Linked DNA regions of Zea mays: region 1 is linked to region 2. The links are chromatin contacts, called in public Hi-C maps. All regions are on one chromosome and are shown on one strand. The core of a region is the stretch at or near the end of the contact, and the rest is flanking DNA. Distances in the headings are between cores, read along the strand shown. Region 1 holds the start of LOC100193836. Region 2 holds the start of LOC103638813.

Region 1 (3,807 bases), core at 973-3,472, 260 kb after region 2:
TGATCGGCTTCCCTATGACAGGGGTGTGGAAGAGGAGGTTGCACCATCAGCTACACCTTTTGTCCCTGATGATCTTGATCACCAAGCTCTGTAATTAGTAGTGCCTCACAAGAAAGAGGTGTGGCAGAGTGTTTAATGGGATCTCACTGATTCTGATGATCATGCCAAGCTTATATTTTTGTGTTTTTCTTTTTCTTCCCACTACTGTTGTGAAGGACGAAGCTAAGTCGGAGCTGGGGTTATACGATGAGCTGAAAGAGGCATGCATAGCAGGTGAGAACCTGATGAACCTGAGCTAACAGAAATGCAAGTCCGTGCCATCTTTGAAGCTGCTATAGCGATGACCAACCAAGGCGTTCAAGTCTTTCCAGAGATAATGGTTCCTCTTGTTGGAACACCGCAGACATGCATCTTTTTTTTTTGTAACCTAAACCCTAAAATACACAATAACAAGAAAGACTGCAGGCAGGCATTCCTTTAGACAACTGACACTTGGTATTTGCAGGAATTGGGACATCAGGTGGCCCTTATCCGTCAAGTCGCTAACAAAGTTTTCACCAGTATGGGTAAAACTATTGGGTACAAGATCGGAATGATGATTGAGATTCCCAGGGCAGCTCTAGTGGCCGACGAGGTAGGAAACAAAAAACAACTAGCTCCGAAAACTCAAAACACGACTGTTTTAGACAGACTTTGTAGATCGACGCCATCAGAGGCTGGCTGGACGGAGGGAACAGCGCCTCCCCCGTGATCGGCCAGCCGCTCGCGCACCGGGAGCTGGCACCGAATATCGCTGGGATTGGATCTAAGAACTTGCCGCCGCCTGAGCTATTGGATCTAATAAGAGACGCAAGAACCCTAAACGCCCTAGTTGAGACAGGGAGCAAGAAGAATACCGGTGAGAAGCAGACTCCGAAGGAGATCGACGCCAGCAGGCGTGAGGAATCCGGTCTCCGTGCCACCGTTGCAGCGCGCATGCGGCGTGCCCTTCATGCCTGTTGCCCTAGTCCATGCTGGTCGGTGAGAAGCGACCTATTGGCTGCGTGCGTCCGGGATATTTCCTACCCCACAGCGACCGGGCCTGGTTCCAAGGCCTGGGTGACGAGGAAAGGCCGGGATGTAGCCCATGTCGGGCTTAACCGAACGCGCGTTTCTGATGGACAGGGATAATTTCCAGGCGGGAGCGATCCATGGGTTCTGGGCTTCATCCCGGCCGGTAACACCCTAACCGAACATGGCCTTAGGGCTGATTTGGTGATTCGGTATCACGGGAGGATTGGAGGGATTGAGGGAGAAATTAATTCATTTCCCCTCAATCCCTACGTGATTCCCTTGTCACCAAATCAGTCTTTAGAGAAGCAAATGTGATTTAAGCTAAAAAAAACTATGCTGCTGATCTAACCAATTGCAGCCCTTTTCTTGAGGTCCGTCTTCCTGTTTTTGTTCCAGAATTATTTACTAAGACAAGGCCACAAGGGGTATGGACCAGATGATTTGTACAGACATAGTACATTCTGACTTGCTGATATCCAACTGCTGAAGCTTTGATCTGCTATCCGATTCCAACGCGGACATTTGAATTCTTTTCAGTCAGCACTGCATCTAGTTGATCTGCTATCTCCTGTTTCTTTTCGGTCAGCAGACAACGGTGGTGAAATCAGGATCAGAAAGAATAGCTGCTGGATGTATTGAACTGCTGATCATTTGGGCAGTGTTACTTGTGCACCTGAAGCATGGCTAATTAGTGTTACAGGAGGCAGGATGCTTACGTGATCTTGACTACAAATAGTGTTTAACCGGGAAGTGTTTAACAGGGGTAAAATAGACACTATAGCAGAGCTGGACTCACAACAAATGAAACTGCGGTCTGCGGTAATTTAACGAGAACAGATGTATTTTCGGGGTATTTTAGATATTGACAATATTAATGGAGTATTTTGGGGAGCAGCAATATATAGGGAGTTAGGGACTTAAATAAGCAAATTTGCCACTTGACTTGGGGAGCGGCAATGTATAGGAGGAATATTTGACCGAGTCCAACAACATCAACAAGACGACGACCACGAGACACGCACGCCGCGTGCTATCCTGGTGCGGTTAGTAATCGGTTATCCGCACGGCGGGCGCACGCCCAAGCAGCCAACTAGCCAAGCCACGAACACACTCGTGTGACTCGTGTCCTCATAGCTGAGAGCCATTTCCACCGCCCAGCACGCTGGACCCACCTGCCGGCGTCCCGAAGAGCGGAACACCTGAAGCCAACGCCGGCCGTGCTGCTTCCGCTGCCTCATCGCACCAAGCCACCAGTCCGCAGCACGAAAGCTTCCCCCCCTCTCTTCTCCTGCTGGTTGGCTCATCAGGCCTGCCCGAATAATCCTCCTGCGGATTCCCCTCACGGCAGGCCAAAACCCGCACCTTTCCCCCGTCGACAGATTCTCAAACCCGGCGAACTCCGGGCAGGGCTCACGTCGCCGATCCCGCTCCCGGATTCTCTTTGCCGCCGCGAGGAGACGGCGTCCAGTCCAGGCAAGCGCTCCTCGCCTCGCAATCTTTTCCACCTCTCGTCGCCGTACGGTTCCTTGTTTTGGTGGGTTCGCTGGTACACTGAGAACGAACTGGCTGGTTTCCCCCTTTTCCTCAGCGTTGAATCGGGCACAGGGAACAAGCTGTTTCCTTCCTTTCAATCTTGATATTCTTTTTTTCTAATTCAATCTTGATATTCTTTTGTTTAAGGTGCTCTGTTGTCTCTTGTGGATGCACTATATGTTTCATCTCACCTCAATACTTGCATACGGGGCGTGATTATGATGTTGAAATCCTGACTTGGCCTGTTTGTTTTGGGTCAAGAGTTTCAGACAGTCTCCCTGTTCGGTGTCGTCATTGCTTCCACTCCTCGCAGAACAATATGCTACCTGAAACAGCTGTCACGTATGAGTGATGATGCTTGACTCGATTGCTATTCATTTCCAGGCCTTCAGCAGCTCCGTCTCCGTGTGTATCTGATCGGGGGATTCTTTGCTTGAGAAACTGCTAGCATGGGCGCGGTGCTTGGACGGCATGACACGCACAAGCGGAGTTCCCATGGTTCGAAGCTGGAGGTAAAGATGGTCGACGCTATGCAGCAGAGAGCATCGCATGGAACCTCACTGAAATCGTTCGATAGCATTATCATGAAGTTCCCCAAAATAGACGAGAGTTTCAGAAAATGCAAGACTATCTTCGAACAGTTTGGTGAGTTCTGCCCTTCTGCCAGTGCTTTGAATAGTTTGAACTGATGGCCACTCTGCAAATTTCCTTTCATGCTTTTAGTGAAATGCGAATGTGTCTTTTGGCATGGCAATTTGTTGATGAAGCTTTTCTTTTCAATCATGTTTTTTCGAGATTCAGGAACTGGACCTGATGGTTTAACTAACTCATTTACTGCTGTTTTGTTTTACATATAGTTCTAGTTATTTGCCATAAATTGTCAAATTTTCATACTTTATGCCAATGCTTGTTTATTCGTTTTCCCTTTGGTTCCTGTACTTCTGTTGTTTACACCTCCCTCTGCTTCTATTTCTTCATTTATGATCAACATGATTTTAAGTAGCGACATCTTATCTTTTTTATTCACTAAAAAGAAAGCATGTGTGACTGTGGGAAGTAATCAAAGTGGGAAGACTGCTATGCTTTGTGGAATATTCGTTGACTTGCGCTAATGGAGACAATTATTTTTGACACTGTCAGTTTTCATGTTCTCGTTGATGTGTCAAGAAGTGGTGCTTTTGCAGATGAAGATTCAAATGGCGAAATAGATAAAGAGGAACT
Region 2 (3,483 bases), core at 167-2,666:
GGATATAGGCATAAACAAAAACAACTGAAGAAACAATAGATGATGCAAACACAGTATTGCGCATATGTTACATTACTGGATACTATACTGGTATGATGGTATTAAGTTTGAAACACACTATAAGCAAAGTATAGAACTAAACCAAACTACATTCGTGACCACACCACTCGTCATATGACCATACCTTGAAGAAACAAACAGTAAAACATATCGGACCTCTAGTCGTACATAAGAGAAGAATCAAGAATGTGTGGATAAACACCGTTCTCCCTTCACAATTTTGTCGCAAAATGGAAACAAAAACTTCGCAGATTAATGGGACCACCCAAGCGCCCACAAAACAGGATTCTATAATTAACAAGCAACTTTAATAGTTTAATCCAAAATTCAGCCCATCTCTAAACTAAATGCACAGAAGAAAAACTAGAGTGCTGGACCGGCCACACTCACATCCGAATCGCACCACCGTTGTCGATCCATGGCAGCGCGCCGGTCGACCGACGCATAACGCTGCCTCCTGGCTGCAGGGCCGCCATCCACCGCATTGGCCGCTACGCCTCGCCGCTCGGCTGGCGGCCGCGACACGGAGCGCCCGCGCTGCCGCGAAGACTCCGTCTGCCTAGCGTACCGCGCGGTGGAGCTCCGCCGACCGCCAGCGCCACCGCCCCCACGCTCTGCGGCCGCTGGAAGCCTTGACCGGCCGCGCGCAGCAGTCTCCTCGTCGTCGTCGTCCTCGGACTCGGCCCTGGCCCGGAAGAACTCGTCGGCGAGGTCGTCGAGGCTGACCTGCGGCGGGAAGACGCCGCCGCTTCCCCCGCCCCGCACCTTGTTGACGAACCTCGACGACGGCGTCGCCGTGTCCTCGGTGGAGGGCGACGGCGGCGGGAACCGGCTCAGGCTCTTCGACCGGCGGACGCTGCCTCCGCCGCGGCCCGCGGCCTGGCGCTCGCGAGTGGCGGAGCCCGCGTCCTCTACGGGCGCGAGAGCGTCGCCCCGCCTCGTCCCCGACCGGAACGCCGTAGCAGCAGCCATCGCCGCCAGTGGCCGGAGCTAGGGTTCGGAGCTGCTAGGTGTTGGCCGCCGCCTCGCTCCCCTCCTTGTGACTTGTGAGCAGAGAGACGAGTATTATCAGATAATAATAGAGACGGAATTGGCAATAGCAGTAGCTTCGAGTGCACCGAGCAGAATTGAGACGCTTTTTGTTTCCAACTTTCCATATATGCTGCAGTCTGTCAAACCCGATGAAACATGTGCACCGTGGAGGCGTGGACAATACCTGGACCCATATTTCATTGGTGCTGGCTGCTGGGCGGTGGGAGTAATGAATGCCTGGGTTTGCAGGTGCTGGTGAGTGAATTTGAATTTCAAACTTGCGGCCGTGTTTCAAGGGGAATTTACGAGGCTCTACAACAGCAGGCAGGCAGTTGGCACACGGGATCCTGGTAGTTGGTTGGGTGTCGTTGCACCGTGGCAGCGTGACGGACCACTGCCTGCAGCCTGCGTTGTTCTCTCCTCTCGCGGTCTCGCCGCTCGGCTCGACCGTGACCACCGAACACGGGACAAGTGAGACAAACAAACCAAAGCGGGCGGGCGTGCATCGTGCGCTCCGCCGGCGCCGCTTGAACAGCTGCGGACTGCGGTGCTTCGACGCGGCCCAGGACGGGGAGGAGGGCTGGTCTATTAGGCTAATTTGGTTCGATGTATTTGGATTTTTAAAATTTCAGGTTCTGAAAAATAAGAACCAAAATTTTTTAAAATAGTTTTAAGAACTGAACCTGAATATACCCATAATTTCGGTTCGTTCTATTCGGTCCCCCGAATGGACCCGAATAGTAGAGAGACTAGTATATTTTGTTAAAATATATACAATAAATAATTAATTGAAAGTACTATTATTAGAACAAGTGTCTATAAAAAATAGCATACAGAGATATATATTATCGTTAAGATGATATCATAATTTTTAGTTAATAAGTTCATAAATCATATAATAATATCATCACATATTAAGAGTTTTTTTTAAGTTCGAGTTATTGGGTCTATTCAGGTTTTAAAGGTTAGGAACCGAACTCGAACTTATACCCCAAAATATAGCACATATATGAACCGAACCTGAACCCGAAAACCCGGTTCGGGTTTAGGTTCAGGTTCAGATTTCGGTTTTAAAATACCCACCCGTAATTGAGAGCCTATGGGTTTTGGTTTCCGCGACACGGATGGGCAAGCTGGCAGGAGTATGCCGGAAAAAAACGAGCGGGAAATTTTGAAACTTCTCTGGTGTAGTGCAGTGCTCTGCGCAAGGATTGGATCGTTTGTAACTGAGAACATGTTTTAAGGGCTAAAACGGGTATAGCGTCGGGTATCGGATATAATAATCCATTTTTCGGATGCCGATTTAGATATTTTTATACTCAAGACAAATATAGTTACTACTTGGATAGCGCACCTTCATATTCAGATTGAATATCTGGTATCCGTTTTTTCTTTTTCTATGTAATATTGTTATTAATTCATAATTTTTGCATATGAACTCGGATGAATGTAAAGTTTATAAGAAAATTATAGGGCTCAAAAAGATCTACAACTTTATAGCACATCATATTTTTGTTTGAACACATCTGCATGTTGAAATTATTGAAACAGTGTCAAAATTATTGAAATAGTGTCTAAATTTATACCAGACTATTGTAATTTGCTTATTTTTTTAGAAAAAATAAGGTATTGGCGCCTCTAATAACTTGCTCAGTATATTATATTTATATGTTTTTATATATATGCATGATAATTATGATGGTAACATATGTAAACTATCTTGTGATGTATTAGACTATTGTGTGATTCAAACCTTATTATTATATTCGAACTATTGTGTTGGATTATCTTGTGTTGGATTAGACTATCTTATGTCATTTTAAAATTATCTTCTATTGTATTAGACTATTATGTGGTTCGAATCTTGTTATCAAATTTGAAATATTGTGTTGGAGTATTATATGATCAAAATTTATTGTTATATTGTTATGTTGATCTATATTTTATGCAACGCTCGTGTATAATTGTTTTTCACAAACTAAATTAGAGTAAATGATAAGTGATTCATGCATTATCCGACAAGTATTCGATATTCGATCAAACAATATATGTATTTGTCACTTATCTGCTCGAATAAATATATGGTCTCTGTATTTGTATTCGTATTGTTTTTAACTATTCGTATCCGAATCCGATTAAAATATAATAGGATAGAATATGTCGGGGACTGTAATTAGGGGTACCCCCAATGCTCCTTAATCCGGCTGGAAAACATCTTCAGAACAAACCATAAGCGACTAATAAAGTGCAGGCCTCGTCTACCAAGGTGTAAGTGCAATCAACCCTAATTGAGGGTTTTGGTGATTAATGACAAAACAAACTAAGATTCTAACAAGTTTGCTCCTAGTGTGTACACAGTATTTTTACAGACAGGAGAAGCACAGATCCTAC

Evidence for each region. A called contact is a pair of places that touch in the nucleus more often than the background predicts.
Region 1: a Hi-C map of leaf shows a contact between it and region 2, with 10 times the contacts expected there. The contact joins the promoter of LOC100193836 here to the promoter of LOC103638813 in region 2. A contact is called at or near these places in 6 of 25 Hi-C or Micro-C datasets (bundle sheath, ear, endosperm and 2 more).

Annotation. Positions count from the first base shown.
Region 1 is chr9:108,130,239-108,134,045 of Zm-B73-REFERENCE-NAM-5.0, forward strand. It overlaps LOC100193836, which reads left to right and starts at 2,223. Exons shown (of 5, transcript NM_001138918.1): 1 at 2,223-2,526; 2 at 2,971-3,231; 3 at 3,771-3,807. The coding sequence starts at 3,036.
Region 2 is chr9:107,869,296-107,872,778 of Zm-B73-REFERENCE-NAM-5.0, forward strand. LOC103638813 reads right to left here and starts at 1,417. Exons shown (of 8, transcript XR_004852716.1): 1 at 451-1,417.